Regions from separate parts of the Ovis aries genome. Here region 2 is linked to region 1. Evidence: chromatin contacts called from public Hi-C data. All regions are on one chromosome and are shown on one strand. Each heading gives the region's core, a stretch centred on a gene start, on an enhancer-like site or on the middle of the called end of the contact. The rest is flanking DNA. Distances are from core to core; before and after follow the strand shown. Region 1 holds the start of ZBTB33 (zinc finger and BTB domain containing 33). Region 2 holds the start of LAMP2 (lysosomal associated membrane protein 2).

What was found. Hi-C and Micro-C count contacts between places; a contact is called where the count stands out from the background.
Region 2: a contact with region 1 is called in a Hi-C map of hypothalamus, with 2.5 times the contacts expected there. The contact joins the promoter of LAMP2 here to the promoter of ZBTB33 in region 1. A contact is called at or near these places in 2 of 16 Hi-C or Micro-C datasets (hypothalamus and skin fibroblasts).

What each region holds. Positions count from the first base shown.
Region 1 is chrX:104,593,986-104,597,307 of ARS-UI_Ramb_v3.0, reverse strand. It overlaps ZBTB33 (zinc finger and BTB domain containing 33), which reads right to left and starts at 1,297. Exons shown (of 2, transcript XM_004022345.5): 1 at 1,112-1,297.
Region 2 is chrX:104,796,476-104,800,075 of ARS-UI_Ramb_v3.0, reverse strand. It overlaps LAMP2 (lysosomal associated membrane protein 2), which reads left to right and starts at 1,895. Exons shown (of 9, transcript XM_042241660.2): 1 at 1,895-2,065. The coding sequence starts at 2,002.

The DNA of each region.
Region 1 (3,322 bases), core at 48-2,547:
GGAGAAAAGTCTAGAAATCAAGGATTTAAAACATCATGTTATAAGGCATTGCTTGTTAACAGTACCAGGGAATTTCAGGTTACCATAAAAGCATTCATCAGAAAGGGTGACCTTTGGACAGTGAGCCAGCTACCAGCGCTTCCGAAATACGGGCATTTCGACACAAGTCACTTTTCAGTGGATAGACAGGTTTTCTGAATACGGTCCCACTACTTTTGTCCTTTGCAAATGGGTTTTCCCAACGGGGCAAGGATTTCAATGTATGCGTCCAGGTGACACCAGGACTTGGTTTCATTTTGTTGTTTCATTTTGTCTTTCCCGTCCAGTTGGACCCAGGATCAGCACAAATCGGTCTGAACCCATCCCAACCCCAGATCCGCGACCTGACCGTGGAAAAGCCATTCTGCACGCCCGTGAGACAAATCCTTGACCGAGGGCAGGTGACGTTGGAAAAGAGAGACGCCACCCGCAAGAGTGAAACAACCTACACGCGGCAGCTGAACCCCATCTCCCTCTGTCCACCCCCTCTTCCCCATTCACACCCGGCCGGCTGCAACCGAGGTTTTCAACCCGGATTCACGTGGAAAAGCAGTTTCTTGCAAATACAGAAGGAAGGCCGGCCAGCACGGTCAGGGCGGGGGTAGTCGGGCGAGGCGGCCGGCCAGGGAAAGTAGAAGGTGGCGAAGCGGAGGGTGGGGTGTTGGGAGGGGATGTGGCCAAGCAGGCGGCATTGTTATGCCCTGGGAAGGGGAGGATGGGCCTGGCCGAAAAGCTCTAAATCAAAGTCGGGGTGAGGAGGGGGAACTGGCGCAAAAAGGCAGGCGAGGGCCGTGGAAAACGCCGAGTGGTTCTCCGCGGTGGGCTCCCCAAGCTCCGGGCCTACCCCGGGCCCTGACGGCCCCTGACGGCGGAGGAGACCGCGCCTCGGCCCTCCCGGTTCGTCCCCTCCTTCGCTCCCGAGCCCACACAAAGAAAAGGGCCGGAGGAGCGGAGCCTCCGACTCCGCCGCTTCCTGGTTCAAGTGAGGAGAAAGCGAAGGCAGGCGCGGCCCAGAGACGGAGGAAGCCGGCGCGCTCCCTCGCCCCCTCACGGGTCGCAGCCGGTTCCTCACCTGCTTCCCGGCGCCGCCGCTTCTCGTCGTCGGCCCGCGCGGAAGGGTGGGAATCCTCCAACAGTCAGAAGCCGGACTCTGCGGCGATTCGGCTCCTTCTTTAAACGTCGCTCCAGTCTTGGTCAACGTCGACGCGGCTACCGCCTCCCGCCGCCACCGCTGCCACAGCTGCCTCACGCCGCCGACAGAGGGCACCGCGCGGGGGCGAGACGCCGAAGACGAAGGAGCCCTCCTCTTCCGAGCGCGGTTCGGCTCTTTCCGGAGAGGCCCGAGCGCTAGGCCGTCCCACTTCGGGGCCCCGCTCCGCCTTCGGCTCCTTCCGCAAGGGGCGGAGGAAGACTGGGAAGCGCCGGGAGCGCTCGGCCCCTTCCGGAGGGCGAAAGGGTGGGAAAAAGGAAAAGGAAAGGGAAAGATGGGGTAACGCGGCAATAACGGTTGGGATGCGAGGGATACTCGTCCCTTTCCTCTACGTTCCGTGTAAGCTTCTAGGGCGTAAAAACTTCGAGAGACTAATAAGGTTTCATTTCTTTTGAAAGTTCGAAACTGCCTTATTTAATAGCTTGTTGTTAGATGATAAACCAATCCTAAAGGAAATCAGTCCTGAATATTCACTGGAAGGACTGATGCTGAAGCTGAAGCTCCAATATTTTGGCCACCGATGCGAACAACTGATTCATTGGAAAAGACTCTGATGCTGGGAAAGATTGAAGGCAGGAGGAGAACCCGATGAGAGAGGATGAAATGGTTGGATGGCATCACTGTCTTGATGGACACGAGTTTGAGTAAACTCTGGGAGTTGGTGATGGACAGGGAGGCCTGGCGTGCTGCAATTCATAGGGTCGCAAAGAGTCGGACACGACTGAGCGACTAAACTGAAACCACCTTGACATATAATCAGAATGAATATAATCAAACATAATGAGTCAAGTCATGATTTATAATTCAAGTTGAAGGATAACAAGCACATTCTAACACCTACTGTGAAGAAATAAGTTTTTGGGTAAGTACTATCTTCTCAGCTGAATACTGAATGATGCAATATTGTTAATTCCTTCATTGCAACTATTCTTTTCTGACCACCTGTTTGATCTGCACCAAATCTTATGTTAGACTGTGTGGAATACAAAATGAATAAGCCAAGGTCTCTACCTTTTCAAAGAGCTCAGTAGATAGGTATACAAACATCGACAAAATACAGAACACAGAGAAGGAACTAGCAAACTGAATTAGAGCTGCATCTTGAAAGATAAATAGTAACACTTGCATTGTGTGTGTTTGTTACTTTTATTTACATAGCATTTCCTGCACAGAGGGCTTTACTGTCCACACATAGTAGGTGTTCAATAATTGTTAAGTGAATGAATACATGAGTGATTTGTAATTTGAAAAACTCCTCTGGTAATCCACTTCTGACTGAGTACCATGATGAATGAAGTGACAGGATGGGTGGTTGAAGAGCCAAATATTTCCCTTCAGGCTGGTTATTGATCATATTCAACTAAGGAACCAAAATAGTAGCATTTTCTTCAACAATTAGAGCCATTCACTATGTTCATTTTCTTTAAAAAAAAAAATATATATATATATATATATATATATATATATATATACAGGATAATATTGCATCAGTTTCCAAAAACTTGAATTGGCACTTACTTACCATTCAGTTGGAATCCTTCCACGTCTTTCCTACAAAAATCCTGGAGAAAATGTCCATCAGGATATTCCAGAATAAAAACAGATCTACTAACTATATTTAATTTTCTTCAACATAAAAGCAGACAAGGATGTCATCATCTATCGACCTCTAATCTATTCTACATTGTCCTCAATAAAGTCAAGTCACATAGTAAAATATCAAAGTAGTGTAATACAGCTGTATTTTCACATGGAGATAAGAAATCCATACGAAATTCCCTAGGTGTTTCTCCAAAGTTTTGTATTGTGGTAAAAAAAAAAAAAACTTATGTGGGAATCACTGCATTATTAACATAAACATATTTCATGGAAAATAGAAATGTGCTGTTGTAAAAGAAGGTAAGACAGATGGTAGTGTTTTCCTGGCAACTGAGCACTTAATTACTTAGAACATTAATGACCATTTTTCTGAGTCATCCTCTCACAAAACTTAGTAGCAAAAAAAATATTTAGGAAATAGGACAAAGTACATCTTGAAAGTTTAGGATCTACTTATCTTTCAGTAGCTTAGTT
Region 2 (3,600 bases), core at 646-3,145, 200 kb before region 1:
AGCTGGGATTACCTTCAGTTCATCTCTGGCCCATTAATACTGTCTTTGGGAGTTCTAAGAAAAATACAATGCCCAGGCCCCAGGCCTTATCTACTGAATCAGAGAATCTCAAGGGGTGGGACCAAGGGTCATCTCTAGGTTTTAAGCCCTATAAGTGATCCCAGAGTGCAGCCGGTGCTGAGAAACAGCTCTAGTCACACGTTTCTATTTTATGGATGTAGAAGCTCAAAGAGATGGTGTGAAGGTCATGGTGTCAGTCAGAGGTATCTCATGCCCAACTCTTCTGAATGACCACCCAGTGTTCTTTCCACTATGCTCTTTTATCTCTTCTTAGCATTTCGCTGAACATGAAATTTAGGCAGTTTATAGTTGAGGGAGAAGGGACAGAGTCCCTTCATTAAGGATTGAGCAGGGCGGGGTGGGGGGCAGTGTGCTTCCCTGGAGGTCCAGGGGTTAAGATTCTGTGCTTCCACTGCAGGGCTCACGGGTTCGATACCTGGTCGGAGAATTAAGATTCTGCATGCCTGCATGCCATGCAGCACAGCCAAAATAAAAAAATAAAAATAATGGCGGGGGGCGCACTTCTGAGCGCTCAACTCAGCTGCCGGTTCTCCAGGACAGAGCTGCTTCCTAGCCTTATTGATGGGGCAGTTAGTTTCACTCATGACACAACACATTCAGTGTTCTCACTTTCAGGAATTAATCACATTCAAGCGAAGGACAGTGGTGGAATAGATCTTAATATTGGAGCAGGAGTGGGTGTTAGGGTGAGAAGTCATAGGTCCTACTTAAGAAATTGTAAAAACTACCAACTTCCTCAGAAAAATACACATATGTAAATCTTGCCTGTAATTTTGGGGGATTCACAGACACCTATCCCCCACCCCTAGTTCATCCATTGGAACCAGATTAAGATCTCCTGGGACTAGATGATTTTGAAGCTCTATTTTCTGGTACTTGAAATGTAGTCTGGGAACCATAGGAATCAGAATCACTTGGAGTTCTTGTTAAAAGAACTGATTCCTAGGAGTGCCACAGACCTACTGTTTCAGAATCTCTGGGGAATGAGGTGAGGATTCTACATGTTATTAAAAATCCCCACATGACACTTTTGGAAACTAACATTTGAGAATCAACGCTTTGTCCCAATTTGAGATCTTTATAATTTTTGAATGCTTTCATTTGTTGAAGAGTTTGGGTTTCATCTGTTCAGTTGTCAACTATACTAAATAATGTGTTTAGCGTGAATTCTAACTAAAGAATATTTACATGTGTATAGGTAGAGGAAAAACAGCTTGTTGGATGGTGTCTCTTTCTGTGTACTCGGAATATGGATGATCCTTTCTTCCCTTGTCCTTCTATTTCTTCCTCATTGTTTTTCTATATTTAAATAAGATTCTTCCTCTTTCTGAGTTCAGTTTCCCCATCTGAAAAACAGGGTGTTGTAACTAGGTGAACTTCAAGGCCTGCTCTGGTGTTCACTGACTCCATATCACCCTCTAGCTCCCTTGTCCTTTTAATGACATGAACTGCATGGGCAACGGTGTTTGGAGAATAATCCTGTTTTATTTCTGTAGGTATGACGTTGCAATACCTAGCAACCATTTTTACTCCAGCAAAAGTATTCTCAAAGAGTCAGAATTGAAATAATCTATACTAGCTACACCCCCAAAAAAAGTTCGTCTCTCCTTAAAAAACCTCAGAAAGGGCCGTCCGCGCGCATCTCTTAGGAGCATAAAAATGACTGTGAACCAAAAAGCCAGGGCGTGGTCACCCCGCCCACTGGGCCCAAGCATCACCACCCCTAGGGCCTCTTTCAAGCGCGCAGATTGGCTGAAGGCAAGAAAGAGCCCCGCCCCTGGTCTTATGACCCGCGCTGAAAGCGCCGAGTCCTGGCTTTTGCAGCGTTGTGGTCGGTGGTCATCAGCGCTCCTATCAGGTTTCAGCGAGCCTTTTCCCTGCTGTCGCTGCTCTTGTCGCCGCCGCCTGCTCTCCGGGATCATGGTGTGCTTCCGCCTCGCCCCGGTTCCGGGCTGTGGGTTCCTTCTCTTCTGCCTCGTCCTGGGTGAGTTGTCGGGCCCTTCTTCTTAGTCCCTGATCCTGGGCCCGGGGCTCCCAGTTCAGAGGCAGTAACCTGAAAGACTGGTCCGGAGGGGAGGGGGTTGAGAGGCTGAATGACAGACACTGGGCGTTGGCGCTTGGCCCGAGGTGATGAGCAGTGACCTAGCGAAGGCCCGACTGAGGGATGGCGAGGGACAAGGGCCCATGAGAATAAAAAAGAGCAAGGGGTGGGGGTGGACGCCGAGGGAGTAGGCAGGGAAGAGTGAGGAGTGGAGCACTGGGGGTGGAAAGAGTAACTTGGGGGCGATGCTAAGGAGAGGTGAGCGTGGGAGGGCGGTACGTGCGGTCTCTGGGGTGGCACGGACAATTAGAGTCCTGGTCCTAGGATCAAGGAAGAGTTTTGAAGATGGTGGGAACCTGTGGGGCGGGAGAGGAAACTGAGGAGGGAAGGGGACTGCCTGCGTGGAGAAGCTTGGGTTAAGGGGGGTGGGGGACAGATAGGGGGAGATTCTGAGGAGCAATAAGAGGCTTGTTGGGGCAGGAGTTTAACGCTGTGGAGGAGGGGTGGTTCTAGAGAGATAAATTGGGGTTTGGTACTTGGAGTGTTGATGGGGAAGGGGGAGCTACGGTGGCTGGGGCAATTTCCAGACGAGAAAACTTCGATGTACCCAATCTCTGGAGACTAAAACGGGTGAATACCAACTTCGGTGGGGAGTGAATATCTGACTTGGAAGTGCTGAGGACATAGTTGTTTATTTTTTTAAAACCAGTTTTATTACTTCCTTCCAGCTAGACTGATTAAAAAAAGGTCCTCAGATATTGAGGTTTTGCGGGTGGTGTATCTGAGTCTTGTACACTGCCACTTTACGTTCAGAAGCTCCTTTTCTTCTCTCTCACACAACTGGCCTGTTACCGCCTGGTTTTCCGAGGAGGAGGAGGAGGGCAGGTCATTTTCTAAGGATCGGGTTTTTACTAGGTCCTAAGAATGGCTGGCTGGCTGGCTCCTGGCGCTGTGAGCGCCCCGTGCCCCACCCCCACCCCCCGACCAGAACGCTTTAGGTCCCCGAGGCCTTTAACTACCTGAAAGGTGAACTTTGACCAGAATTTTCTTCCTGTCCTGATAAATTCTGAGCTTGTTACTACCTGATTCTTGCCGTTTGTGACCTAATAAAAGACCAGAAGGGGCAGACTCAGATGGAAATAGAGAAGAAATAGATACATTAGGGGCTGGGGAAGGGCAGTGAGAGGCACACATTTTGTAATTGACATTTCAGTAGAAGAATAAAGTCAACACGTGGAATGGTGGATTCTCACCCAAGAGGCATTTAGCAATGTCTGGAGACATTTTGGGTTGTTATCACTGGGGATTGCTTTTGGCATCTAGTGGGAAGAGGGCAGTGGTGCGTCTAAACATCCCACAAGGCACAGGACAGCACACACACACCCTCCCCCCCGCCCAATAAGGAATGACCCATCTCAGAATGTCAGGAGTGCCAAAGGATGAGGAGTCTGGCTCCAAAGCTGTGGCGTTGGAAGGGG